Linked DNA regions of Mus musculus: regions 1, 2, 3, 4, 6 and 7 are each linked to region 5. The links are chromatin contacts, called in public ChIA-PET, HiChIP or PLAC-seq, Micro-C and promoter capture Hi-C maps. All regions are on one chromosome and are shown on one strand. Each heading gives the region's core, a stretch centred on a gene start, on an enhancer-like site or on the middle of the called end of the contact. The rest is flanking DNA. Distances are from core to core; before and after follow the strand shown.

Region 1 (2,919 bases), core at 371-2,870, 660 kb before region 5:
TCCATCCTTTCGTCTCAGCTCCAAACTTTGTTTCTGTAACTCCTTCCATGGGTGTTTTGTTCCCAATTCTAAGGAGGGGCATCGATCTGTATTTTCAAGCTGTTTCACTGCACTTTATACAATAATTAACAGTGTTAATGATGTGTTTATAAAAAGATAAAGAGAGAGGGGATATATTCTCTGGGGGTGTAGTCAGACGTGGGGTAAGGGGAGGCCTCAGCAGGCCCATGCTAAGGCATCCATTCCCCCTGAGGAACCAGTCACACGCCAGTATAGTATAGAATAAGAGTTTATTCAGGGCATTGGGAGGGGAGTTAAGAGGGTAGTAGAGTCAGAGAAAGGCAGAGAGCATGTGGAGAGAGAAGGGGGAAGGGGGGGGGGGGGAGGAAGGGAGCAAGAGCCCAAAAGAGCAAGAAAGGAACAAGAGATGGGGGAAGAGACACAGCAAGCAGTCCCCTTTATAGTGTGGGTCAGGCCTACCTGGCTGTTGCCAGGTAACTATGGGGGTGGAGTTTAGACAGAATGCTAACAGTCTAGGGAGCTCTCTGTAGGACAGAACCCTGGAAGTACAGTTGCTGGGCAAGACTGAAGGAGACAATCGCTGCACACAGGGTGAGAAGCAAACCTTCAAGGGAGTTTCCCAGCTTGGCTGATTAATTTTGATGCCATGTGCCATGAGATGAGTCAACTGACCTTCCTTTACCTCAACCATCTTGTGAAAGTGAGGAATAACTTCCCAGGTGTTTCCCAGAGGTTCATGTATTTAAAGCTTTGGCACCAGTATGACCTCACTGGGATGTGCACTGAACCTTTTGACAGGTAAAAAGGGGTTGAGGGTCCCTCACTTTTCATTTACTGTTTAGCCATGAGGTCCCGGAGCCTACCCTGCTGCACTCTCTCAGGATGCTGTGCTGCACAGGACAGAAGCAACACACAAGAGGGTCAACTGAGCATCCAGTGCAGCCTCCAAAACGATAAGCTAAAAGAACCACCCTTGCCTTTTGTAAATTAATTATCTCAGCAATTTTGTTATAGAGACAGAAAAAAAATGCCATTTTCTGTCCCTATAAAGATGGAGCTTTACAAAAACTGTAATCTATTGAGGTATAGTCTTGGTTAGCCTTGGGTATAAACTTGACACAGCACAGAAAAGTCTAAGTGAGAGTGAGGTCTTGAGTGAATATATATATATATATAATATACATATATATATTATATATATATAAGCCATCCCATCATCCTTAGGCAGTTAGAGCTGGGGTGTGAGAACACTGCAGAGGGGCTGAAAACATGCTCAGCTGTTGACAACCATCTCTCTTTTTTTTTTTTCTTTATTTACATTTCTTTCTTTTTTTTTTCCTTTTCCATCTCTTGTTCTTTCACAGCACCCTAGCTCAGTTCCTAATATTCCCAACAAGTGTAACTTTAGCTCCAGGGGCTGGGATACCTTTTTCTGGTCTCCATAGGCATACCCCACAGAAAGATACATGCACACACACACACGCACTAAAAATAAACAATCTTAAAAAAAATGAAAACAAAACTGAAACTCTGAGCATGAGCCTGTGAACAAGGCAGAGAGAGGGTGAGGCAGTCAGTAACGCTCCCCTCCCCCATGGCTCCTGTCCCTCAGTGATGAGCTGTCATCCGATGTAGCTGAAACTCTTTCTTCCCCAAGTTGTTTTCAGTCAGAGTGGTTTATCACAGCAGTAAATGAAATGAGAACAGGTGGAGTTGATGTACAATAAAATGTAGTATAATATTTTCAGGCCAATGAATTTTAAAACTTCATAGTCTCATGTAACTATCACCCAAAATAATATAGTCACAACATTTTCCAGTCCTAGAAATCTTCCTCATGTACATTTCCAGTTCATTTTTGCCACTAAACTGATGATGGAGTGAGTGTGATCCTGAGGAACTGAGTGTGAATACATAGCACCTTGTAGAAAACTGTGTGGTAGGCCATGTCTGTAACCCAGCAACCCAGCACTGAGGAGAGGACTAAGCGCACTGGCCAGCCAGTCTACCAAGACTGCTGAGCTTCACGGTCCAAGGGAGACTTTGTTTCAGAAGATAAGGTGGAAAGACATTGAAGAAAACTTGGATGTTGACCCCTGGTTTTCACATGCTGAAGCACACATATGCATGTTTCTGGTGCTACTCTTATGACCAGGCTTAGCAATGCTTGTATGTGTGCTATATACTGAGTAATGATATCCTCCTTTTAGACCTCAATCATGTGATAACCCTTCAGTCTCCAAGCCTGGACTTTGTCCCCATTAGAGCTGTTAGACTGGATTTTCACACTTGGAGAACAGGGTCTTCATCCCTATTCAACAGGAAGATTCAGAAAATGTAGGATTAAGGGACTGCAAAGTGGGTGTGGTGGTTCACACATATAATTCTAGTAGCTGGGAAGCTGGGGCAGGGGGAATCACTGCATGTCTGAGGCAAGCCTGGACTACATAGTGAGTAGTAAGTCAACCTGGGTTATAGAGTTTGACCATGTCTAAAAAATAAGAACAAACCTTCAAAGGGATGATCTAAGTCTCAAAAAGAAAAATTGAGTCTGAGCAGAAAGATGGGAAGAAGTTAAGAGGAGCCCCTCACATCTGCTGCTGGAAGAGCTCTTTAGCAAGATTATAAACTGTGTTTACAGTCAAAATAGGTTTTGGATTGTGACCTAAGCATAACAAAGCTCCCTTTGACTATGTTTTTATCTAAAGGCCTGGGAACCTGTGCCATACATTCTGTAAACCACTTTCAAGTCTTGCAGCCAATAGCAGGAATAAGTGAACATTTCTACCCCATCTTTTACATCTTTGAATAGTGTAAGTAGATGTGACTTCAAAAGCTACCAAATTCACATAAAGAGCAACTAAGACATGGAGTTGCTGCTCTGCAGAGAGGCTGGTG
Region 2 (2,717 bases), core at 35-2,534, 680 kb after region 5:
GGGTTAGGGTTAGGCTACCAACAGGGCTGATGTGGCAGAACAAGGTGAGAGGTTGTACCAGATCGTGAAGGCAGCTAAGATCTGAGCGCTAGAGAAGAGACAGTATAGGGCGGGGGGGCACACTACTGGTAGTCAGGGAAGACTTTCTGGAGGAGAGGGAAGCTATGCGGTGCCCTGAAGCACGGTACGCTGTGAGTATCCTGACTTGTGCTCAGGAGCAGAGCTGAGGCCAGTGTCCTGTCTGTCAGGCAGGAGAGAGGGGAAGGAAGTCCTTCCATCATTGTGCTCGGCACTCAAGGAAAGCGACCAATCCCTAACTGAAAAGCCACGGGAGCAGACAGTACTCAGAACTGCCCGATTCATGGCAGTGATCTTTCTTTCAGACTCCCCCAGACCTCGACGCTTCCGATCTACTACTTCTGAACTCCTGCTTTTTTTTTTTTTTTTTTTTTTTTTTGAGACCTACTTGAGATATGCTGCTGTCTGAATGGAAGCTGGTTTTCACTCTGAGCACTCAGGGCAAGTAACCACAACAAAACGGGATGGACTGCCTGCTCTGAGCCTGCTCTTCCAGCTAGATAAAAGGGTGGCGCAAGGAGCACAGGGAAGCGGTAGATGTACCGGCGGCACCGGCGATGCCGCCTCCTGGGCCCAGTGCCCAGGCCTCAACTGAACTTCAAAAGGAACAAGTCCAGGGGCCGGACTGGAAGTTCATATAGAATTCAGGCCCCTTGCGATCGGCTCGGTAACGCCACTGTTCTGGCTTTCGAAACTGGGGCTCGGCGGGCGACTCCATGACCTTGGGCAGCGCACCATTCCACTCCTAGCCTCAGTTTCTCCGGCTGCTAACTGAAAGAGATTTTTCTCGGATTCTAGGAATCTGAGAACTCAGGGACCCCGGAGGTGACCCGTTTCGGTCAGGTGCAATGTAAAAATTGTCCATTGGGGCTGGCCCTGGCACGGCGCTCCGGCCACTTGGGGATCAGGGTCCGAGTGGCTGTGGGGAGTCTTACCTGGCGGCTGAGACAGTCCCCGCGGGCCGTGCGCAGCAGTCGGGCGTCCGGAACCGGATGGGACAAGGCTAAGGCCCAGAGCGGTGGAGCACAGGAGGTGGCGGTTCCCAGGAGCCAAGGGGCCAGGGGCCGCAGCCGGGTGCTCACTCTTCCTGCCGGGCCAAGCAGCGTCAACAGCCCGGCCATGGCGCGCCGCGAGCGCAGCTCCAGTGTGCCCACTCGGGAATCAGCTCCAACACAGCGCGGTGGGCGGGGCCGAGACCGGGGCCTCGAGCTCCACCCCCCGACAGGCCCCGCCCCAACACCTTTAGGGCCCGCCCCCGGAGCGGAGCTGAGCGTGGGATAGGCGGGGCTCTATAGCGGAGCGCAGGTTTTGGGCTCCACCCAACAGCTCCGCCCTCCGCAGAAGCAGCCTATCCATGAGTGGGTGGGGCATCTGGAGACGCTCGCTCTCTTTTGTTCCCGCCCCTCAGCCCCGCTTCCTTGGCTAAGTTCCGCCTCCTGAAGCGGAGTGGGCGGGGCTGGGGACCTGCCAAGTCTATCAGCCTAGTTCTCAGGACCTCAGGCCAGTTCTTTGTGGAATGCATTTTCTCAGAACTTTCCAGGATTTTGAGTTTCCGGACTGTGGAGCGCGGCTGGCGGCTGTTTCAAGCGAGGGCTAATGCATTCTTTGTTTTTCCTCTCAGCCGAATGGGTGAAACCTGGAAGACTGATGCTTACGTGAATGCTTTAAAGAAGAAAGGAACTATAGAGGTTAACTCTCACTTGAAGAAGCCCTCTAAATGAGCCTACTATATCGCGGCTGTGAACATGAAAGCAGCCACTGTGGAGAAAAGTTTTGTACTTTCACAGATAGTTAAAAGTACACAAACCAGGTTGGTCAGCAACTCCGCTCCCATAGTGTCTCAAGAGAAGCAAAGACTCACATTTCTGTCGGACTAAAATCTGACAAGAGGGCACTCTCTCTTACCTGGTGACTATGCACTGCCTGGGGACTTGGGCCCACAGGAAGGCGTTGCTGGCATTAGATGTGGCCCCTCTACCTTGGACCTCTAGGCCCATGAGCCAAAATTAACCCTTCTGTTCTTATAACTTAAAGAAATAATAGTAAACTGTTATCTTGACATGGTGGTGCAGATCTGTAACTCAAGCACCCAGGAGGCTGAGACAGAAGGATTAAGAGTTCAAGGCCAGCCTCGACCCCAGGAGAACCTGTCCTACACACATGCTCAGAAGACAGCAATACTCATAGCAGGGCAGTCCAGATATCTGTCAGCTGGAGAATGGAACTTCCATCTGTGGATCACTTGCTATCCAAGCTGAGTTCCACCCTGGGGCCCAGGCAAGGTGGGGGTGGGGGCTGGGAGGTGGGGGGAGAGAGCCACAGTCTCCACAAAGTGCTCCTCTGGCCTGTACACATGCTCCCTCCCATGCAATAATAATAAAAAAATTTTTTTAAAGTAAGGCGTGAACACCTTCATCCTAGGGACAAGTCTCAGGACTGCTTTGCCAAATGGAAAATTCCAGCCACAAACACAACATGCAGGAGGATTTCATCTTCAGAGAATGCAAAGTTCACAGGCAAAATTCTGGACCCCCCCCCCCAAAAAGGTCAGCGGCTATCTAGGATTGTGAGTGGGATTTGGGCGGGGATTCAAGGAGCAGGGGGCTGACAGGGCAGTGAGGGTCACCACAATAAGCAAA
Region 3 (2,963 bases), core at 77-2,576, 610 kb after region 5:
AACATTTACCTAATGCTGCTGTCACGTGGCACTGACCCTGCCCCCTCCCCGCCCCCAACCATCCTTCAGTGCCTAGGCACTCTTGGGGTCCAGAAGCTTCCAGGCCCTCTGTGGTTTTCTATCTCCCATACTTCCCCACCAGCCTTCCATGGTCTCTCTGGCTGAGGATTTCGGTCCTGCCCACGCTCTCCCCTCCACCCCCAAACACACCAGCAGCTTTTCACCCATTGAAATTCCACGCTTCTAGACTCTTCATGAATGCCACTTCCTGAGAAAAAGTGTTCTTTGATGCCACCCTGCAAACCAAACTGGTTCTTCTAGCCTGTTTAGGATCTTCCCATGTCTGTCTCTAACTCACAGAGGACAACCATCCCTCTGACTGTCTCCCACGAGAGCAGGGTTCACACCCTCCTCCCTCTCAGCTGTGTCCCCCGGGGCCCACATTAGCCCTTGGTTGGTTTCATGATGGACAGGGCAGAGCCACACGCTGCTGGGGCTGTTGAGTCTCTAGGAGATAAAAAGTCAGAGCAGGAACACCTAGTTCTGTCTAGAGTGGGAGACAGGCAGTTTCCTGTGACACTGTGGTGGCCCTTTAAGCACAATGTAGAAGGAATGCTCACAGAGCTGGAACCAGATAAATGCTGGAATTGCCCTGGAATGTGGTGTCATTGTTTCACATGGAGGCCTGCAGAAACCAGCTGGGTTGATGTGCTAAAGGGCAGGGTTACAGACTCTTGTTGCGTGTTGACTAAAGGCTCAGACTTGGTAAAGCAACGGGATCCTTTCTAGAGGTTTTGTTTGGCTTTCAAACTTTGCTTCTCTGCCGTCTAGGCTGACCTTAAACTTCTGATCCTCCTGTCTCCACAGAGTTCAGGGACAGTGTGTGAGCCACTACACCTGGCAACTTGTTCTATTTCTGTAGGAGAGTCACAATTTTACCTTGTTGAAAGCTACTTATTAGTAATTCTATTTATTACTTAGGGGTCTGAGGCAGAAGGATTACTGTTAGTTTGAAGCCACCATGGGACACATTGTACGTCCTAGAAGTGGGCTCTGAGGTGAGAAATCCTGTCTCAAAAATAAGAGAGAGGGAGAGAGAGAGGGAGACAGAGAGAGAGGGAGATGGAGAGGGGGAGGGGAGGGGGAGGGAGACAGAGAGGGGGAGGGGGAGAGGGAGAAGGAGAGGGGGAGGGAAGAGAAAATTGCAACTTAACTATTTATTTTGGGAAAATGAAAAGCAAACGCTGGCTTTCACCCTTCACCACTCTTGTGAAATCTACTCAAAGTGCTTTTGAAGGGAGGCTTGCCACTGAAGCGTGCAGCATCTATCTGGTTCCCCGTGAGTGTCACACTGTCCCAGCAGCTGTGGCTTCTTCTGGGGAGGAGGGGCATTTCCAGAGAGCAATGGATCTTTAGGATCATCCAAGCCAGGAAACATCTGCCCCTCAGGGCACCCACAGCTGCGCTGGATCACCAGCAGCTGCCTCATTCCTGAGATACGGTTGGTTGGTTTCCTCCGACTGCCTGCCTGCCTGCCGCCTGGCCACGTCTTGAAAAGCAAAAGTAACCTCTAAGTGTGTCACAGAACGAGTCCCTTCTGTATAGTAGTTCTTTATAAATAGCACAGAGTGCCTTTGGAACATTAAACAGGCAATTATTATGATTCCCCAATTAATAAAACAACTAATTAAGTGTCTAATTAATAATTAACCAATTAATAGCCAAGTGATTAATCAAAGTATGAATTAATTAGATAATTAATTAATTAATTGAAGTACTGGGGATGGAACCTAGGGCTTCACGTCTGCTGGGTAGGCAACAAAAATTCCCCTAGTGTAGGTCACCAAGTTTTAATAAGAGAGACAATTCCGGTTTGTTACACAAGAAGAAGGAATCAGGCAAGGTGGCCCGGTTCCTGTAATGGATTCAAGCTTTAGGAGGTGGAAGCTGGGAGTTCAAGGTCATCCTGGCCTATAGAAAACCTGGTCTCAAAAGGTCAAACCAAACCAAACACTGCAACAGCAACAGCAACAGCAGAAGAGGAGCGAACCCCACGTGGTAATTCTCGGAACAGAGTGAATTATATGGGATGAGACTTGGTTTTTAAGTTGAGTGCTCAGACATTTTACATCACGAACTCCCAGAATATTTCAGATGTGGGCTGTCTTATCTTCATTTTACAGGTAAGAAAATAGAGGATCAGCGAGGTCTAATAACCTGTTCAAAGTCCCTCGGGCTCTTGGGGTTGCTCCCCATCTATCTTTGACTCACATATCCCTTCTTGGTCTCCAGCAAGAATAATATAAGACTTGTGTGTGTGTGTGTGTGTGTGTGTGTGTGTGTGTGTGTGTGTGTGTGTGTCACACACACATCTAAGTCTGTCTAAAAACTGGAATTGCTCACAACTGCATTAGGATACCAGCTAAGCCCCCCGGTGGCTTTGAGGCCCCACGGTCCACCCTCAGGCCTGCTGATCCTGCCCTCATTAATGGTCTTCCAGCCATATTGTTGATTGACATTTCCATAATGCTTCCAGCCCGGGGCTCATCCCTTGCCATTCCACGTACCCAGAACATTCTTTCACCAGATCTCTTCCTGACTAGCTTCCAGTTCAAGGGTCACCTCTTCCAAGGCCACCTCCCTCTATGCAGAGTTGGACTCCCATATAAAGGCCCTATGGGAGGACATAGCGAGGCGAGTCATAGCCAGTGTGTCACGTAGGGAGGGGAGCCAGCACAGCAGCCCCCCATGGTGACAGCAGGCAGTGAGTCATCACTGTGCACCCAGGCTCCTGGCACCACTGTGCTCAGGGCTTTGAAAATAACACATGGAAGCAGTTGACCGCCGCAGCTATGCAACCTGACAGCTGTCCAGCGGTCGTCAAGGATGGCTCGCAAACTATTTTTTAATAGCGTGTTAATTTGGAAACGTTGGCATGGATACTTTAGGGATGATGCAGGACA
Region 4 (3,038 bases), core at 160-2,659, 720 kb before region 5:
AGCATTCGAAATTCCAAATAGTCACTACCAAACGGACACCACTTCCTTGTCGCTAACAAGTGGGATCCCGATAAGTGGGGGAACCTCTGGTGACGAGGGTCCACATTTAAGTCGATGCTTCTATTGAAATTTTTTTGTGTATGTGTCTGTGTGTTTGTTCACAAGTGTGCCAGGCTGCACCTGTTGGGGTCAGCGGACAATGTGCACAAGTCGGTTCTCTCCTTTGACCATGTGGGACTCAGGGATTGAACTAAAGTCCTCAGCCTTGACAGCAAGCTCTTTATCCGGTGAACCATCTCCACAGCCCTGTGTTAGGCTGCCTAAGGTTTTTGTTTTCAGGTTGACTGGACGGCCTCTGCTTCCTTGTAAGAGTCACACTGCACACTCTGAACCTGGAAGGCAAGGTGAACAGCCACAGATCTGAAGCATTTCCCAAGAGTCTGTGGGTACAGTGGCTAAGTATCTGAACGTCTGAAATCAGAACTCAAATGCGACAACTAGATAAGAGCTGTGATCCTACGTTACTTCCCAGCGGTGGAGAAACGGGTGACTCTCGGCCACCCAAAATCGTGTGTGCCAGCTGTGGGCTACACGTGGGCAATACACAGAGGATCATATCAGCCAACCTCAAGTACACCTTCATAGAGTCCAGTTTCTTCCTCTTCCTCCTAGTGCTTACCACTGTATTCTGCCATCTTGCTTACTGGTTGTTGAACTTTATAGGCCTCCTGTGCCCAATCTCATGACTCAAACATGCAACGAAGCAAGGAACAGGCTGGGCATGGACCCTGTTGCCTCGTGGCCCTTAAAATTAGTGAATGGAAACATTCATGTGTACATACACACACACTTGTGTGTGTGTATGTACATATATGTACGCACATGTATGTATACACACTATCTATAACATGCGTATACCATGCATATATATTTGTCTACGTGCACCTTTTTAATCACCTGGGCATGCACCTTTACACACAGATGTATACAGAAAGTGTACTACACAGAAAGTGTGCACGGGCTTCGTGGGCTGTAACCCCGGCAGCTCGCTGCCTCGGGGGAGCTGATGGAAGGGTACTCAGGCAAACCGTTTCCATGCACTGACTCCACATGCATGCATTAGACGCCTGGTGCATGCGGGCCTCAAGCGGACAGTGTCCTGCCCTCAGGGCGCGTCCCTTCCGGCACCGGCCGCTGAGTGACAGCTCCCGGGCCGGCCGGCCGCTTACCTCGGAACTTGAGCTCGTGTTGTGGCTCGAGGCTCAGGACCTGTTCCACCTTCGCCATGGTCCTCCCCGTCGGGGGCGACGGCGCGGGCGGGGGGCGGCGGCCTGGGTGGCGGGGCGCAGGGGCGGAGGGCGAGGCCGCGGTGCCGGGCGAGCTCACGGCACGCACGACGTACCCACGCACGCCCCGACGCACGCACGTACGCACGTACGTAGCAGATGCCGGGCTCCGGCAGTGGCCAGCGGCTCCAGCGACAAAAGGGAGACTGCGCATGCGCAGGGTGTTCAGGGCCACTGCGCAGGCACAGACCGGGCGGTAGAGGGCGGAGCTTCCGAGACAGGGGGCGTGGCCTCTCGAGGCTTGGGAGGAGGGGCGGTCTCCAGTGAGACTGTTCAGTAAGCGCCTGCGGGGAGAACTGTTGTTAAGTGCTTTACTTAATAATAATAATTAACAAGAATAAACTTCCACTTTCTTCCCGCACGTGTGGTGCCAGGCTCTACTGAGCCTGAATATAATAAAGTACTTATTATTCTTACAAACACAATGTTTACGGGTTAGTGATATGTGCCAGGCCTTGTGACAGTTCATAAATAACAATTATAAATATAATAAACTGGCAATTATTGTTTGCTTATTTCGTGCCACTCCGCTGAATGCTTTCAGTAACTGTCATAAATAAAAGCTATTCTGCATTCAGTGTTTACCAAACCGCAAAGCGCTGCACTGAACCATTTGCTGATAGCATTACTTGTTTATGCAAGAAATATTTAGAAATACAATAACCAGAAAACGACCTGCTTCACACCGTGCTAGGACCTCACTGAGAGAATAAATTAGTTACACACATAAATCACATGACTAAAAGTAACTGAGAGCCTAGCTCTGTCTGATACCCAAAATAAGCCCTGTATGTTCCCATTGGCACGTGACTAGTATTTCATTGTGTAACGTATACTATGTAAAATAGACCTTCATAGCCTCCTCATCAAACATTCGTGTGAAGAGTACACATGACTCTATATGGCAGGAATATCCATGTTGTTCATGTACTTCCCATGTTCTATACACCTGAAGTTATTTTCATAATAAAAGTTTCCAAGGGGTAGTCTTTGTCTTTTAGCTTGTGCATCTAATCCATTTATACTTATTGTATTTGTTGGTGTACCTGGGTTTATTTCTGCTGCTTTACGTTGGTTTTCCCATTAGATGTACTGTTTCTTTTGGCCTCTCATTTCTTGCTCTTCAGGATTGTTTTCCTCTCCATCTGTTCTTTCCTTGTGTTCTGCTACTACTGCTTCATGTGTACTGAATCTATGAAAGTCTAGCTTTTATGACATTTTGTTCTGCTTTCTTGAGATTTTAGGGCTTCAGTTCATCATAGTCACCCACTGCTCCATTATACGCCTTGTGCTTTTAAAGGAAACTCAGGTTTCCCTCAGTCTAGTTTTGTTTTGTTTTGTTTTGTTTTTGGTTTTGGTTTTTTGGTTTTTTGAGACAGGGTTTCTCTGTGTAGCCCTGACTGTCCTGGAACTCACTCTGTAGACCAGGCTGGCTTCGAACTCAGAAATCTGCCTGCCTCTGCCTCCCGAGTGCTGGGATTAAAGGCGTGCGCCCACTCTGCTCTGTGTTTTGCCACACTGTCTCTGCGTTTGTTGTACTTTGAACTCTTTGGGCTTTCTAAATTTGCTGATTGAGAATCTTTCATCAAGCTCAAAGCTTTTCAGTCAATATTTTTCTTACTTTTATTCTTTCCGTTGTTGCTTGTTTGCTTTGTTTTTGAGACAGGATCTCTTATATTCCAATCTGACCTT
Region 5 (2,700 bases), core at 64-2,563:
ACAGGCTGTACCAGCTTTTCGGGATGATCCCCTGCCTGGTCGGCATCTGACTTCTTCCCTCCCCAAGAGTAGGAGACTTTGGAAAAAAAAAATCATTATCCCTGGGACCATAAACTGCCGAGAAAGAGGAGCAAGCTCCCAAGCCAGGGGTGGTTGCCCTGGGCTGCCTCTGCAGGCACATGATTGCTGGCTGCCACTCGGGGACAAAGGGGGAGCGGGGGCAGCGTTTTTCCATCAGACAGATACCAAAGCTGAATATAGAAACAAGGAGGGCTGGAAAGAAAACTCAAAGCTCTTACCCGTCTGTAAGCTCCTAGGCTTGGCACCCAGGTAGGCCAGGTTCACATTGGCCTTGCGACCATCGATGATAGGGTTAGGGTCTTTGCAAGCCCTATCAGCCGCTGCCCGATCTGCCATGGTCACCTGCAGGAACACAGAGGGTCAGGGGCTTTGGTGGCTGGCTGAGGAAAACAAGGCAGAGAAGGGAAGGGGGTTTTGCCCGGGCATCGGGCCATCTCTGGGTCTTTCCTCCCAGAAGAGTATCTGGTATTTAGGACCCTTGGGGCACTGTCTTCTCTGCCTCCAGGGCTGCAGCTCCTTCCCCAAAGTTCAAGTGCGGAGTGCCTTCAAGGACAGCGACAATCCCCTAGGAAGTGGAGTAAAGGGAACCTCAAGGGGAGTCCTCCCCACCCCCCCGCTGTCCAGGCCATCAGTAAGTACCGTTAACTTTCTCAGAGAATTAGTTTGGGGACACTAGAGTGGAAGGAAGTGGGAAACCGTCTTCAAGTCGCTGGCGCTAACAGCTTACGCTTCTTTGGGGCAGCTGGAAAGTGTGGGGGAAGGGCCGACGGCCCCGGGAAGCCCCGGAGTCCCGGCTGCGCGCGGCGGGTCTGGGAGGCGGTGGGGGAGGGGCGGCGGCAGGTGCGCGCGCCGCGGGCACTCACGAAGCCGTAGCCGCGGGACTTGCCGGTCTGGCGGTCGGTGATGACCACGGCCTCCTCGATGTCTCCGAAGCCCTCGAAGTACTTTCTGAGCGATGCGTCGGTGGTGTGGTAGGGCAGGCCGCCCACGAAGATCTTGGTGAACGTGGTGTCCTTCTGTGAGCCGTGCATGGCGCTGGGGGCGGCGGACGGCCGCGGAAACACACTCGGGGAGCACGCGGGCTGCAGCAGCATCGGGGCCGCCGCTACCGAGCCGGCCGGCGCATGCGGGGGTGTCCCAGGCCGAATCCGAGTTCCCCACGCTGTCCCGCGCCGCTTCTCCGTCCGCCGCGAAGCGTCTACTCCGCGCCCTGCGAGCTGCCGGCCGCCTTTGTAGCCGGCCACGCCCCGCGGTCACGCCCCTCTCGTTTAAGACACGCCTTTGGAAGCGGGGGCCGCCGGGAATTGTAGTTCTAAGTACGTCCCGCGTGCCAGGACGCGGGTCCGGCGAATGAGGTGACTTAGCCCCTAGGTGCTCGCCGGTATCAGCTTGTCTGTCTCGCGGGGCGCACGGTCCGGTATATTCCAAGCGTTGCTTGATTCAGTGGTTTACACCCGAGCGACTAGGGGTGCAAACGTACTTGTTAAAAGGTCCGAAAAAAAAAAAAAAAAAGGTCCGAAGGAGTGCCTCAGCTACTCATTCGCGAACCCTTGTGGTTTGATCTCCCCATCACAAAAACCTGGCTGGTGACACACACCTGTAAACCCAACACTCAAGAAAGAGAGTCAGTTCAAGGCCACCCTTGGCTATATACTAAGTTTGAGGCCAGCTGGACTAAATCATACCCTGTCTCCAAAAAATAAAAAATAAAAATAAAGGGCAAAGTGAATTTGCCATGTTTATAAAAATAATTCACACGCACACCATAATACATCACACGTACTTTGGCGGTCCTGTGGTGTCAGGGATTCTCTGCTGGGACTTCAACAATGGCATACCCCGGGACACTAGGTAGTCTGTGAAAATGAGGGCTAATCGATAGTGAATACACCTTTTACAGTCTTGTAGAAAGCTAAGAGCTTTCTACTTTCTACTTTCTACTGTGAGGAAGAACAAAGGCGGCTGGGCTCCCATGTCACTGACATGGGACCGCCTGTGGGGTCACCCTTAGCAGGAGAACAAGCAGAAGGCATGACATGGCCTGTGTAGAACGTGGGCCAAGGCTGGGACCATGATGCCAGTCTGCAGAACTCTTCCCCACCAGCGCAAATGCAAACGTGGGGCCCTTGTTAGAGACAGAAATTTCAAACAGCCGAGTGGAATACACCGGTGATCCTAATACTGAGGAGTTGGGAGGGTGGGAGGGTTCCGGGTCCATACCCTGCTACACAGAAAGTCAGAAGCTAGCCTGTATGATGGGAAACCATAAAATAGAAAGAAGAAAATGGGAATTTCAGCACAGAAGCAGGCACGATGCTTTAGCCTCCGGGCCAGGAAGCAGCCCTGATCCTGCGTCCCTCATGTCCCCATTCCTGGTTATCACACTGGGACCTGAAGACCTACAGCTTTTAGTGGGGCTAAAACTGGCCTGGCCCCACTGGTCAAGGCGGACAGTAAGGCAGGCAGCCTCTGGGCAGGTTCAGCCCCAGTCAGTCTAGTCCCCTTCACACAGAGCAGAACTCCGAGCCTGCTGGGGATACCCCTGCCCAGCGCCTCACTCTCTTGGCTTTACCTTCCTCGCTTCAAGTTTCCTTTGCTGTAAGGCTTGTTCTCCCCAGA
Region 6 (2,700 bases), core at 125-2,624, 560 kb before region 5:
TAAGAACACGAGGCACGCTGCAGGGCCTCTGCAGCAAAACAAGCTTCTACTGCTCAGGTAATGGAAACTTATCAAGTCTGTTGGTCTAAAAGGAGGGAAAATTATTCTCAGCTAGAATCTTGGATCCTTTATAGAGCATAATTTTCTAGAAAGAAGAGCAAAAACACCAGGCAGTCATGACACACGCCTTTAATCAGAGCACTCGGGAAGCAGAGGCAGGCAGATCTCTGATTTTGAGGTCAACCTGGTCTACAGAGTGAGTTCCAGGGCACTCAGGGCTACACAGAGAAACCCTGTCTCAAAAAACAAAACAAAACAAAACAAAACAAAACAAAACAAAAAAATCCCACAAACAAAAGACAAATAATAAAGATAAAAATAACTATTTAGTGTTCTGAGGTAGAATCTAGGTACTGAAATGAAATTGTTCACTTATGACAAGACCAGCCTCCTATCAAGACTGTGGCTACAAGACAGCTGCTGGGGGGGGGGGGGGGAGTTCTGTTCCTGGGTGGAGCCTTGGGATCAATACTCAGTACTGCAGAAAAAGAAAAAAGAAAAAAAAAAAAAAGAAAGACTGTAAGACCCCAGCCTGTTCACTGTACACATTATAATTATCCATCATTTAGAATGAGCCTCTCTGATATAAAAGGATTAAACCACCGTCCCTTTATGTCACCTTGAACTGCATGTGCCTCTGCCCCCAAGTGAGTGGGTGGCCTGGACCACCATGCCTTAGACCAAATTTGTGTAACTGCTATACAAACTATTTTTCAAGCTTCTATTTTGTTCGTGGTAACAACAGAGTTTTTGAAGGGCGTTCTGGCTCCCTGCCCGTTCCATGGTGCTTCCTCTAGCCCCTAAAGGCCTTGCTTTGGGTCTGGTGGTATTTGAGGGCCTACACCCTCCCAACCCTGCGGTTTGAGCTTCCCCTGAAAAGGTTTAAGCCTAGCCTTCCCATCAGATGTGTTCCATACTTTTCTCCCTCCGAGGATGTCACAACGTCAGGGCACACGGGTTTGATGCCATTTCCACCCAAGCCTCTGCCTGTTCCAGCGTGGCCCAGGTTAGCTTGGATTGCTATGTTCCTAAAAGCACACGGCAGCAAGCCTGTCGACCACCTTAGAAACTGTGGACCCAGCGTTTCTCCCTAACCATGCAGACTGCCCTGAACAGACAAGAGGTTCCCCACAGGGCTAGCAGGCTGGCGAGGACCGCGGAGGAGGCTGGGGGGGGGGGGGGGGAGCAGTCTCCGGAAGCGCGGGCGCCCCTCTCCTGTCCCGGGGGCCCCAGGCGGGGGCGGCGATGACGCGCGGGATGACGCGGGCCATGCGGAGGGCGGCAGACGTGGCGGGGGCGGGCGCGCGTCCGCCGAAACGGCAGGGGGACGACCCCAAGGCGGGCGCGCGCCACACTCAGCCCTCCAGCAGGGCCCGCGCACAGGTTAGGGGGCACACAGGGGACCCGCTTGCCTCCACCGTGTCGCCAGACTTGACTCCTGACGTCTATGTCCTGCGGGTGAAGCTGGAGGAGACTGGGGAGCTGTTCCGCGTGGCCAACTGCCGCAACGACATGACAGTGCGGGAGCTCAAAGAAGAGCTGGACCTGATGGTCGGCATCCCCTTCAACCTGCAGCGGCTGCATTTCCTGGACCGAGGTGGCCCCTGCCCGACCCCTTCCCGCACCCCATGAGCTCCTCCCACTCAATGGCCCCCCCCCCCGGCCCACTCCTGCCCTGGGTCCCCATGACACTCGTAACTGCCAGAGAATCCAAGGTGACCAAGTCAAACCCAACCACTCGAGCCCCATCTAGAACGGCCCCTTGGAGCGCTGGCCACTCAAGGGCTCCTAACTCCAAGCACATGGGTGGGTGTCTTATTAACCCCAAATATATAGGTGAACCTCATTCACAAGCATTGTGTCTGTCGCAGGCTGTGGTCTGCCAACCTTGAGCAAGTCCAGGCTGCTCAGAACCTCAACTCTCAAAACCACAAGACCTTCTGGGCAGCCTCTTGTCTTCCTTAGGGAGCCCAGGCCCCCAAGACAACCATGTCTACCTAAGACTTCACTCTTGAAACAAAACTAGGTCTTAGTAGACCCTACCACTACCAAATCGAGGACAGGCCTTTCCCCCCATGAGAACCTGGATCCAAACCAAACCCTAAGTGGTGGATACCAAATTCTCTAGTTAGCCTGTCTATGCGAGCATTTCAGAAGCTGGGACAAACCTTGTTGGCCTCAGGTCCCCAAAGGCAGAGGACATCTGCCTAAGATTGAACCCCAAATCTCCAAGCTGAAAATAACTAGCTCAGAGCCCCAACCCTAAAACTCAAACCAACCGTGTCCATACATGTCTGCACAAACACAGAAGAAGCCATCTGGACCTGGGACCCTCAAGACCCAGGACAAAGTCGACCAAGACTGAACTTGGTTTCTAGGCTAATGACCACTGCCTCGGGAACCCATGTCCTCCATCCCCACTGGCTATCCAGAGATACTAAACAAAATCCTACCCACCTTAGGAAACCCCAAATCCAGGCCAAGCATGACCAGATCTATTTTAGGTGACCCCAAGATTCCATCAACTGTGTCTACATAGAGATGCTAGAACTCAGATCAAACTTTCCCCTCCTGGAACCCCAAACCCAGAATAAAGCTGAGTGCCCAGATCTCATTCCCACACCAACCGCTACCAACACC
Region 7 (2,792 bases), core at 203-2,702, 640 kb before region 5:
TAATAAGTCAGTGAAGTAACTATATTACGGGGCCAGAGCGCATGCTTTTCATTCCAGTACCTGGGAGACAGAAGCAGGCAGATTTCTTAGCCTAAGAACTGAGCACAGTGCCAGTCATGGCCAACTAGTGAGAAACCATCTTGAAAGTACTGGGGAAGGATTCTGCAGTTCTTAAGTGACACTAGGACCTCCGGAAAGACCTACGACGGCCTAGTGCTACAGGACTGCGATCTTAGCAAATCTGGGAGGCAGAGGCAGGAGGGTTCCAAGTTCAAGGCCTGCTGAGGCTGAGATTTCAAGGCTATCCTGGGCAACTTCTGGAGATCCTGCTAAAAAAATAGAAGCAAGCAAACTGGGGACACACAACTCAGTGGCGGGACTTGCCTAGGATGTACAAGGTTTAGGTTTAGTCTCTAAGACTGAACTCCTGCTCCCTCCCAAAGTAAAAAGGCCTCTTCAATGCCTGTCCTGTGTGAAAGGTGACTGGACTCACTGGCCTTTTAACATATACCAGTAAAACTATGCGCTCCCAAGTTGCGGAGTAATCGGGATGAACCCTAGCCCCACCCTGCTAAGGGGCAAAAACCATGTAGTTATTGGAATTTTTTTTTTTTCAGTCATTAAAACAGAAACTCAGGAAGGAGATCATTAGAAGGCTCTGAAAAGGCCAAACTACTGTGAGAGGACCGGAAGCTGAACCTTCAAAGTCCTGGTAACTCCTCCCTGTTCTAGTGAAGAGTGAACTTTAATGGAAAGTAACTCTTGCAGAAGTGTCAAAGACGTCCCAAAAGTTCAAAACCATCCCACATTGCTGAAAGGAGGCCAAGTGTGCGCATAAAACCCAAAGCCCTGCTGGGGAGGGTTAACTTTCAGAAACTTGTCTAACTTTAAAGGTGTCCCTCGCAAAGTTGGAAGGAAACTACCTGTGGGCTACTTCACTGTGGGATGGAAAGAGGGCGTCGCTCCGGGGCGCCGGGGGCCACCCTGACACCTGGGGGCCTTGGGTGGGGCACAGCCTGCTGGTCCCGCCGCCCTAAGGGGTCTGTGGGGGGCTGCGTCCCGCGCTGAGCGTAAAGGGGTGCAAGGGGCCCTGGAGTGCCGGGGCCCGCCCGCCCGGCCTCCGCGACCCTCCGGACCCCGCCCGCTGCAACTTACCCCGAGCAGGCACACTTTAAGTTCCCTCAGCGCCATGGCCCGGGAACCAGGGGTGCGGGCCCGCCGCCGCCCTAAGTTGAGGAGGGAGAGGCCCGGCCCAGCACCAGCATCCCCCGGCGCCGCCGCCTCACCGCCAAGTCCCGGCCGAGCACTCCGGGCGGCCGTGCGTCCGCCGCCGCCCTCCGGTCCGGCCGACCCCGTCACTTGTCCGGCGGAGTCACCTCAACAGCCGGGACACCGCCTTGGCCTCCCGGGCGCTACCGCCGCCGCCATCTTGGGACGCCAGCTGGGTCACCTGACCTCCCCGCCCACTTCGGCAGCCACCTTCTCCGCGAGGGCGGGGCGGCCGGCTCGCAGCTCACAGGCGGGTGGGCGGAGCACCAATGGGCGGAGCCTCAGCGTCGCCCCACCCTCCAGCTCCGCCTCAGCCCCATCTTCTCTAAGGAGTGGGCGGGGCGGGATGGGGCGTAATCTTGAAGCTACCACGCCTCTAGCTCCACCTTCCACCCGTCCCAAGATGGCGGCGGGTGAGTGAGGCCAGGCTGGTGGGCGGAGCGCGAGGGATGGGCGTGGCCTCTGGGCTCGCCCCCGCCTCCAGCCCCGCCCTCTGGCACATCCTAAGATGGCGGGTGAGTGGGGTCTAGGCTCAGGGGTCTCCGACGGCTCCCCTTCCCCTCCCCGAGAGCCCCCCTCACCCCACCTCCGCACGAGCCCGGGACTCGCCGCCCGCGCAGCCCCGTGTAGCTCCTTGTGTGTCTTTTGATTTTTTTTCAGAGATCCCTCTGTACTTTGTGGACTTGCAGGATGACTTAGAGGACTGTAAGTAACAGTTGGGGCGCCCCGCCCCTCCTTGGGTCCCTCCCAGAGGACTGTGGGGTGCACTTAGACGGGACAGGAGCCTCAGGTCGAGCCTATCTCGAGCCCGCTTCTTCTCAGGTGCCCTTCCCTCCTGGGCTAGGACTTGGGTCTGTTGGAAACTTTGTCTTCCTGTCACTTTCTCCTCTGGCTGCGCTAGGAGCTGTGAGAGGGAAAGCCAATCCCAACCTGGGAGGAACCTCCTTGGGTTCCTAGTTAGGGCTTGGGAGTGACGCCCTACTTGTGGGCCTGGCCAGCTCCATGTCTTCATGGAGCCCACTGCTTTCCATGTTTTGAGTGGGTCTCTTCCACTTGACCCTTCTCAGCCTCCACTTCTTCTCTGGAATTATTTTAAGAGACAGTAGCTGAGAGAGATGCCACCTTCGAAGTGCAAGTTCCAATTTGTGGCTAATGGACAAACGAAGCTTTGGCTTGTCTATCCAATATAGTTTTTCAGCGCCTACCTCTACTTGCTCGGGCCATTTGTTGGGCTTATGAATTTACAAAGATGAACTAGATCTCCCTCACAAGCCAGAGGGGAGCAGGAAAAAAAAAAAAAAAAAACCCAGGGAGGCTTGCTGGTGGTTGAGGTCAAATCACCTCAGATGACACAAATCACCACAGTCAACTGGGGCTTCCTGAGTCCCAGCCCTAGGAGTTACTTCTGTCCCCTTCCCTTCCCTACCTGAAACTCCCTGACAGGAGTTGATGTTGACTGAGAATGTTTGGTAGACCATTGCAGTGTTGAGCACATTTGATCCCTGAGTGTGTGTGTGTGTGAG

What was found. Promoter capture Hi-C pulls out the DNA fragments that hold promoters and counts their contacts. A called contact is a pair of places that touch in the nucleus more often than the background predicts. ChIA-PET counts read pairs in DNA pulled down with a chosen protein or histone mark. HiChIP or PLAC-seq counts read pairs in DNA pulled down with a chosen protein or histone mark. Capture Hi-C pulls out chosen DNA fragments and counts their contacts.
Region 1: a contact with region 5 is called in an RNA polymerase II ChIA-PET map of memory CD8 T cells, with 15 read pairs. The contact joins the enhancer-like site here to the promoter of Rbm38 in region 5. A contact is called at or near these places in 5 of 484 Hi-C or Micro-C datasets (CD4 T cells, the G1E-ER4 cell line, double positive thymocytes and 2 more), 3 of 115 datasets of contacts at active chromatin or transcription factors (bone marrow-derived macrophages, large pre-B cells and memory CD8 T cells) and 2 of 9 other capture datasets (adipose tissue and liver).
Region 2: a contact with region 5 is called in a Micro-C map of the G1E-ER4 cell line. The contact joins the promoter of Fam210b here to the promoter of Rbm38 in region 5. A contact is called at or near these places in 1 of 39 promoter capture datasets (the 3T3-L1 cell line), 3 of 484 Hi-C or Micro-C datasets (all in the G1E-ER4 cell line), 3 of 115 datasets of contacts at active chromatin or transcription factors (cardiomyocytes, fetal liver and memory CD8 T cells) and 3 of 9 other capture datasets (adipose tissue, embryonic stem cells and liver).
Region 3: a promoter capture Hi-C map of pre-B cells shows a contact between it and region 5. The contact joins the enhancer-like site here to the promoter of Rbm38 in region 5. A contact is called at or near these places in 6 of 39 promoter capture datasets (the C10 cell line, the HPC-7 cell line, cranial neural crest and 1 more), 2 of 115 datasets of contacts at active chromatin or transcription factors (craniofacial prominence and embryonic stem cells) and 1 of 9 other capture datasets (liver).
Region 4: a contact with region 5 is called in an RNA polymerase II ChIA-PET map of memory CD8 T cells, with 32 read pairs. The contact joins the promoter of Vapb here to the promoter of Rbm38 in region 5. A contact is called at or near these places in 1 of 39 promoter capture datasets (pre-B cells), 1 of 115 datasets of contacts at active chromatin or transcription factors (memory CD8 T cells) and 3 of 9 other capture datasets (adipose tissue, liver and macrophages).
Region 6: an H3K27ac HiChIP or PLAC-seq map of thymic regulatory T cells shows a contact between it and region 5, with 10 times the contacts expected there. The contact joins the promoter of Ankrd60 here to the promoter of Rbm38 in region 5. A contact is called at or near these places in 6 of 39 promoter capture datasets (the 3T3-L1 cell line, hippocampal neurons, liver and 1 more), 4 of 115 datasets of contacts at active chromatin or transcription factors (astrocytes, large pre-B cells, regulatory T cell precursor and 1 more) and 1 of 9 other capture datasets (adipose tissue).
Region 7: a promoter capture Hi-C map of liver shows a contact between it and region 5, with 4 times the contacts expected there. The contact joins the promoter of Rab22a here to the promoter of Rbm38 in region 5. A contact is called at or near these places in 4 of 39 promoter capture datasets (the C10 cell line, erythroid cells, liver and 1 more), 5 of 484 Hi-C or Micro-C datasets (the G1E-ER4 cell line, double positive thymocytes, embryonic stem cells and 2 more), 3 of 115 datasets of contacts at active chromatin or transcription factors (bone marrow-derived macrophages, effector CD8 T cells and memory CD8 T cells) and 2 of 9 other capture datasets (adipose tissue and liver).

The regions. Positions count from the first base shown.
Region 1 is chr2:173,678,077-173,680,995 of GRCm38.p6, reverse strand. All of the region lies in intron 2 of Rab22a (RAB22A, member RAS oncogene family), which reads right to left. Among named protein-coding and RNA genes, the nearest start is that of Rab22a, 20 kb to the right of the region's middle. Within about 2 kb of position 1,620, at least 61 of the 459 cell types and tissues checked have an H3K27ac peak or open chromatin away from gene starts, as enhancers often do. A contact at or near this core is called in bone marrow-derived macrophages and memory CD8 T cells, where this site is marked.
Region 2 is chr2:172,344,144-172,346,860 of GRCm38.p6, reverse strand. It overlaps Fam210b (family with sequence similarity 210, member B), which reads right to left and starts at 1,284. Exons shown (of 3, transcript NM_025912.4): 1 at 1,014-1,284. The coding sequence starts at 1,199.
Region 3 is chr2:172,411,119-172,414,081 of GRCm38.p6, reverse strand. The region is part of intron 1 of Cass4 (Cas scaffolding protein family member 4); the gene reads right to left. Among named protein-coding and RNA genes, the nearest start is that of Cass4, 19 kb to the right of the region's middle. Within about 2 kb of position 1,326, at least 79 of the 459 cell types and tissues checked have an H3K27ac peak or open chromatin away from gene starts, as enhancers often do. A contact at or near this core is called in craniofacial prominence and pre-B cells, where this site is marked.
Region 4 is chr2:173,735,942-173,738,979 of GRCm38.p6, reverse strand. It overlaps Vapb (vesicle-associated membrane protein, associated protein B and C), which reads right to left and starts at 1,409. Exons shown (of 6, transcript NM_019806.5): 1 at 1,230-1,409. The coding sequence starts at 1,287.
Region 5 is chr2:173,020,515-173,023,214 of GRCm38.p6, reverse strand. It overlaps Rbm38 (RNA binding motif protein 38), which reads right to left and starts at 1,313. Exons shown (of 4, transcript NM_019547.2): 1 at 945-1,313; 2 at 300-423. The coding sequence starts at 1,175.
Region 6 is chr2:173,576,947-173,579,646 of GRCm38.p6, reverse strand. It overlaps Ankrd60 (ankyrin repeat domain 60), which reads left to right and starts at 1,374. Exons shown (of 4, transcript NM_027303.2): 1 at 1,374-1,657. The coding sequence starts at 1,573. It also overlaps the pseudogene Ppp4r1l-ps.
Region 7 is chr2:173,658,505-173,661,296 of GRCm38.p6, reverse strand. It overlaps Rab22a (RAB22A, member RAS oncogene family), which reads right to left and starts at 1,452. Exons shown (of 7, transcript NM_024436.3): 1 at 1,156-1,452. The coding sequence starts at 1,191. It also overlaps the pseudogene Ppp4r1l-ps.